Regions from separate parts of the Zea mays genome. Here region 2 is linked to region 1. The links are chromatin contacts, called in public Hi-C maps. All regions are on one chromosome and are shown on one strand. The core of a region is the stretch at or near the end of the contact, and the rest is flanking DNA. Distances in the headings are between cores, read along the strand shown. Region 1 overlaps LOC100272642. Region 2 holds the start of LOC103631300 (transmembrane 9 superfamily member 7).

What was found. Hi-C and Micro-C count contacts between places; a contact is called where the count stands out from the background.
Region 2: a Hi-C map of ear shows a contact between it and region 1, with 2.4 times the contacts expected there. The contact joins the promoter of LOC103631300 here to the enhancer-like site in region 1. A contact is called at or near these places in 3 of 25 Hi-C or Micro-C datasets (ear, leaf and tassel).

Annotation. Positions count from the first base shown.
Region 1 is chr6:114,098,717-114,102,001 of Zm-B73-REFERENCE-NAM-5.0, forward strand. LOC100272642 reads left to right here. Exons shown (of 7, transcript NM_001352563.1): 6 at 1,193-1,365; 7 at 1,590-2,154. The coding sequence ends at 1,590. Among protein-coding and RNA genes, the nearest start is that of LOC100272642, 16 kb to the left of the region's middle. Within about 2 kb of position 1,910, at least 8 of the 20 cell types and tissues checked have an H3K27ac peak or open chromatin away from gene starts, as enhancers often do. A contact at or near this core is called in ear and leaf, where this site is marked.
Region 2 is chr6:114,414,673-114,418,218 of Zm-B73-REFERENCE-NAM-5.0, forward strand. It overlaps LOC103631300 (transmembrane 9 superfamily member 7), which reads left to right and starts at 1,338. Exons shown (of 13, transcript XM_020540054.1): 1 at 1,338-1,351; 2 at 1,499-1,547; 3 at 2,079-2,249. The coding sequence starts at 1,338. LOC100282598 (vacuolar ATP synthase subunit B) reads left to right here. Exons shown (of 15, transcript NM_001155506.2): 11 at 314-396; 12 at 591-638; 13 at 715-768; 14 at 876-959; 15 at 1,085-1,606. The coding sequence ends at 1,270.

The DNA of each region.
Region 1 (3,285 bases), core at 660-3,159:
AAGAGAATCAGGTTCCACAGAAAATCTGGAGCGGGAGGGGCTCTACCAAACTGGCCCTTAAATCACTTTCATCTTCTCCATCTCCAACTCCAAAGTGCATAAGGTGGGTTTGACTGGTCCAGTTGCATACTGTGGTAGTAGGAACATCAACTCTTCGCATGTGATATGGTTTACATTAAAAACCAAACAAAGATCGCAATCACCCATTCCAGCTCTGATTACAGTGTCATATGATTCCATTCCAACTCTGACTTAACATCACCAAACACCATCGTAGCGCTAAAGTTTTAGCAGTTGGATTGCATTGTTTCTAAGCATACTAGCATAATTTATTCACTAACAGAGGACAAAATTATTCTATGAAAGAGAAGATTGCTGAAGTGTTCATTTATGAGAATAAGTGTTGCAAAAATGCGAATGCTGTGTTGGATTTGTGGAGTATTGAGTTCGAAACGATGATATACATGATAGGTTAGGGTAGCACAAATTTAAGAAAAGCTTGTCCAATACTGGTTGAGATGTTTTGGGTATGTCCAACTGAGACCTCTAGAGGACTAGTGCATAGTGGGATAATAAGACGCAAGGAAGGCTGAAGTTGATATGGAAAGAGACAATAAAAGGAAAGAGGATGGAATATACCCAAACATTAAGCGTGAACCTTGACTTATGGCTTTTGTTTGGTTTAACTCTACCTATCCAAAACCTATCCAAACTTGTTTGGGATTAAAAGGCTTTGTTGTCGTTTATTTATGAAAAATATATGAATCACTCTGTTACATCATCTTGCTCAGAAACAATGACATTGCAACAAATGATGATTTATCCATGTAAGTGCTTGTTCGGTTATTTTCAATCCATATGGATTGGAGGAGATTGATACGAATTGGGAGAGATTTTGACTTATTAGGGATTGAAACCCGCTCAATCCCCCTCAATCTATATGGATTGGGGGTAGAACCGAACATGACCTAGAGGGATAAGGTCTTTGGGCAACCAAACCCAAGTTGACTGCATTGCACTAGCCTAGATACAGGCTAAATCCAAGCAGACTCGTAGCACATCTGTTTTCTCTTACCTATTATAGTATTATGTGAGTTGTGCGTTTCTCCATCCATCGCAGGCCTTGGCAAACCACTGCTTATTACATGGAATAGAATCTTGAGTCTTTTTTTTTGCTGGTTGCGTGATGCAGGATAAGAACGTTGTGACAGTGTTCAGCGCGCCTAACTACTGCTACCGATGCGGAAACATGGCTGCCATCCTCGAAATTGGCGAGAACATGGATCAGAACTTCCTCCAATTCGACCCAGCTCCGAGGCAAATTGAGCCGGACATGACGCGCAAGACACCAGACTACTTTTTGTAGTAAGCATGTTGGCTTCTTTTAACTTCTCTACCGCAGCGTCTGCCGTCTGCCTGTAGATCTTCAAAAATGTGTTCCCTCTAGCCGCTCTGTAGCACCTCTCATTCTTTGGTGTTGAGATTTTTTTCTCCTCTTGTACCCCCATTCTGTATGATTCTGAGATAGCAGAGAAGAGAAGCTGCAATAGAATTGTCCCAAAATATATTCTGCTTTTGTTTTTTTTCAGGAAAAAACAGGTGTGGCTAAAAAAAAAAGAGAAGAGACGAGGGGAAGATGCAGGAAATGGACCCGATGTTCTGTTGTGTCTGTATTGTGATGCCTTGCTAGGTGAGATTTTTCGTTTCTGTTTTGACTCAACCTGGTCGTTCAACCTACGTCGGCTCATCGTCGAACGTTGCCCAGGCTGTTAAAGATGATTTCACTTTTTATGTGTAGACATCGTTGTACACTAGGCTTTTGCAATGCTTTCATATAGGACATCACTGTATAAGGTCAGTCACCATGCCGCGCCCATGCCAACCGGTGCTAATGCCATGCTGGATCTGGATGAGTAAGCCTGCTTTGGCATAGAGTTCAGCACGCCGATGAGGACGTGGGAGGCGAAGGACCGTGACGTTTGAAAGGGAGATGGACGAGATTAAAAAGATCGTAACTTCTAAGAGGTGAATTATGAAAGTTAGAACTCTTTCTAAGTTTTGGTAGACTGTTTGTTGTTTTGGTTATTAATGACAACATAAGATTATTTTAACTAATGTATGTTTTGTAGAGATAATTTAAGTCAGGTTAATAATAATAACGATTGTTTAAGCAATCAATGATTTTTATATTACTCAGTATGAAAGTCGTTTCACTTTTCAAGGATAGATGTCGAGATTAAGGATAGGCTAGTTCTAAGTGTAAATTAGTGTACAAAGATTTTAAAACTTTGTTTTTTTTCTTTTCACTATAGTATGAATGGAGGATTGAACTAGTAGCTTGACATAGGTGAATCTAGTAAGTGTAGTCTGCTGCACTAGTTGTCTTTAACTATAGTTAGCTGGATGAGGCTTAACAAGTGCTTAGAACAAACCCCATTCAAAAAGATTTTGACTCTGAAAGTGTTTGGGAGGTTTTAGAGGCATTGGACCTTGATAATCACGGTCGTCGGATCAATGGAGATGGTCTGACGCCTCCACATAGAATGATAGAGAGAGCATGATCATCGTACCTTATGAACATGGTCGTCGAACTATTATGAATGAGTCTAGACAGAGTGTCCTAGCGTGCGTCAGACTAGTTTGACTAGGGTTGTCGGATCATACGGTGCAATTCATCCAAGCTTCTTTCTATAAGCGCGTCGAACCATACGATGTATGTGGAATACTCTAACAACTATGTTTGACACATGAAGGACACAATGACTGTTGTGTCTCGTTGGATCTAGGAGAATGGTCCAATGTCCGGTCGTCGGGTGGTCTGACAACTACAAATTTTGCCTAGAGTTATTATAATGACTAGTTGGTAGCTTAGAGGCTATAAATACACCCCAATTCATCCATTCTAGCCATTCTAACAGCTGAAGAAACCTATTTGAGTGTGAGCAAGAGACTTTGCCTAGTGAGAGACTATAGTTGATAATCACTTGATTAGCAGTCTCATTAACACATTGAGAGTAGCTAGTGCGTGCCCATTATTCTCATTAGCCTTGATAAGGTTAAGTGAGAAGTTTGTGCTTGTTACTCTTGATGATTGGCGTCATTTAGATGGTTCGATAGCAATCAGGAGTGCAACGACCATCTAGAGAGCTTGTGGGTGATCTAACTTAAGTTTGTATACGGTTGTGAGCGGTTTACCATGTTGAAGAGACGAAGAACTAGCTCATAGAAAACACTTGGTCCTTGCACAGGCCAAGGGGGTGCGACACTTCTTCGTGGGTGCTTCAA
Region 2 (3,546 bases), core at 88-2,587, 320 kb after region 1:
AAAAACAAGCTCATAAATAACACAACTATATCTAACCACACGTCTGGACAGTTACATTGATATATCCCAGAAAAGAAAACGTCCAAAATGGACCATTTATAGCATGTTGGCCTCATGATTTATTTACCATCTATATCATTTTGTTGGCGATTTTGCCGTAAATTGCCACCCATTTGTAGCGGCCCATTTCAGGACCTTGTTTGCTTCTTAATATAATAAAACACAGCTCTCCTGTGTTTTCGAGGAGAAAAAAATTGTTGGCCATTTAACGCAAGTATACCATGGCTAATATTGTAATCTACTCCTAAAACAGATATCACACACCCAACTCCGGACCTTACTGGATACATTACTGAGGGACAGATATACATTGATAGGCAGCTCCATAACAGACAGGTGCTTTTCTTTGTCTTTTATTCTTGAGTTATCTAATGTTATACCTTCACATGCGGCAGGTCTGGAATTATTTATAACTAAATTTAGCATTTCTTATTTTCTCATATTTGATATAGAATATGAAGTATTTGTTTATTTTTTACTACCTTGATAGCTTATCTGTGTTGATGTGATCACATTTTATTTTATTTCAGATTTATCCACCTATCAATGTCCTGCCATCTCTATCTCGATTGATGAAGGTAAGATAAGTTTTCTGTATGTTTTCAGCATTTATGTTGAAGGTTAGTTGTAAGAACCACTTAACAACTCCTGCAGAGTGCTATTGGTGAGGGCATGACACGTAGAGACCATTCGGATGTGTCTAATCAGGTACATACTATGAGTCCATGTTATTTTTGATAAGGGAGTCCATAGTCTTTGCTACCCTTCAGACATGATGTGCAAGATGAATTGACATCTGCTGTTTTCTCTTTCAGCTTTATGCCAACTACGCAATTGGAAAGGATGTTCAGGCCATGAAGGCAGTCGTTGGAGAGGAGGCACTCTCGTCTGAGGATCTGGTCTGTTTCGAGTGAAATAAATTCCTAAGGGCTTGTTCGGGTTGCGTGCAGACGTAACCGAACAAGCCCTAAGTTAGTTCTTTTTCAGATGTCCAAAACCTAATGTTCTGTTACTTCTTGCTCAGCTTTACTTAGAGTTCCTTGACAAGTTTGAGAGGAAGTTTGTGACACAAGGAGCATACGACACACGGAACATCTTCCAGTCACTAGATCTTGCATGGACATTGCTTCGGATCTTCCCTCGCGAACTTCTCCACCGTATCCCGGCGAAGACCTTGGACCAGTACTATAGCAGAGATGCCTCCCACTGAATCACTGATCGTTGATCAGTGTTCCAATAGTTTGGCAAGTGTTGAATAAATTGAACAGATTGGCTTCATGGCCTTTTCCCTGTATTTATGTGTAGTCAGGTCCAATTCTTTTCTGTTGATGAGCGCAAGTTTTTCGTAGATGACTCGCGGTCACGGCAATATTTGTGATATTGTGTCATCTGTGGACTATGGTTAAATTTCAGTTATTTGTTTTCTTTCACCTTCCAGAACTGTTAGCAAGAGCATTCTGGACCAGGATGCTCGAACACAACTGGCTGTATGTACATTTGTGAATGGTGAATAAAGAAGGGGCAATAAACTGCTGCGAAATATGTGCTACTGCCTCACCAGAAGTTCTGTCTAATGTGTGCGAAGTTGTTATCTGAGGGCTCAGTTTTGATGAGAATTCTTTGACGTGAAGAGAAGAAAATGCTTTTTCTTAGCAAAAACGGACTAACCTGTTCGGCTGGCACTGCCGCTGCAGCTGTTCATACTCGGCAATCAGTAGAGATAAAATATTGTAGAAGCCACAACCACAGCTGGAGTACATAGTCTGTCCTTAATTAAATACTTTTGGAACGGAAGAGATTTCAAATTTTTTAGTCCTTATTCGGTTATTTTAATTCTATATGTTTTAGGTATTATTCGGTTATTTTAATTTTATGTGTATTAAAGTGTATTACGATAAATTTTAACTTGATATAGTGACTCACTATCATCCAATTCCATAGATTAATGGTGCTCGTATAATCACAGCTCCCTCGGCCCGCTTGTCCCGTCTACTGAACTACTCGCACTTCCTCACCAGCCAGCGCCTCCCTTGCTCATCACACTCCTTTCTCCACCCATCCGCTTCCGGGACGCCAACCATGGCGACCCACGACAGAGGCCCGCGCCCCTGCCACCTCCTCATCTTAATCGCTGCCGCCGCGCTCTATTTCGCGTCCTCCCCGGCGTCGCTCCCCATAACTTCCAGAAGGTGATCAATCGACCTCATTCCCCGGCTTCTCGCCCGCATGTTTCTCCGCTTCCACTCCCGGTCGAATCCAAGGCTAGGTCTTCCCTCGCGGCTGTTGGCGCCCGCGGATCTGGCAGTGTTTGGATGATCAGTCTCAGATCTTGCTTTCGGGATGCGCGGGGGAGTAGCGGGTAGGCGCGTGGTTTAGGGTTCAGGGATACGAAGTATGGAAGGATGGATGTCAACATTGGTGTGTCTACGTGTTTCGGCGTGGGAAGAAGTGATGCGGCGCGCCATGCCCCCATCCTATCTTTGATCGCCCGCCTTTTCGTTGGCGGTACGGGTAACATGTGTTTTTCGATGCAGTGAGGGCATTAGCGTAGGATTTGCATTTTGGATACCTTGCAGTGGTGGTCTCGATAATTACATATTTTTTTGGGGAAATATGTTTCTGGTGCTTTCATGTTTGTTATCTATCTGTATGCTTGATTATGCATACAATGTTTTTCTTGTACATGTTGATGCTCAATTTATCGTGTCATTTTGTCTTTGACATTGACAACAAGTTTCATTAGCTAGTTGGTGTATGGGGTAGAATAGATCACTTGTCACTCATGACTCACAAGTCTGCACATGCTGCAGTTTCCTTCAGTTGGTTTCATTAAGACCTGGCATTCCAGTGGCTCATAATGGTGGACTTGATTAGATCTGAATGTTACTTTGATATAATTTGGAAGTATTTAGTTCAAACTGTATGATTATAGCTAAGTTTTTTTTTCACAAGAATCATTATAGCTAGTAGCAAAGAGAGTTCATCTTGAGCAAGCAAGTAGATGTGTTGTTACCTAAGATATGAAAGGTTGGGATATATAAATCCTATATAATATGGTATACATTGTTCCATGGTTCCATCACAAGCATATGTGTTGAGTCTATATGTTAATGATGTTTGGATCTCTTGGTGGTTGGTTCAATGCATACTAGCAAAGTGCCCATGCATTACTACGGTTTTCGTTTATGCTTAAGTGTAGAATATAAAACATAAAGACATGTGTGTTCTGTTGTTTAAGTGGGTGGATGTGGGTTTAGAGCTAGCAACCATGGTTCGAATCTCCATTTATGCATTTTTTTGCATTTTTACAATTTAAATGTGGGGGCACGACGCCGGTGAAAACTGTGGAACCAGAAAAACTGGTGCTTTAATATAGTAGAGAAAAGATAGAGAAATGCTATTCATATGAGTTTCAAATGCATATCCCTTCGTGACAACAGTTATGTTGAAAATGGTGCACTTTTCTTGCTGTTGATGCCTCAATTA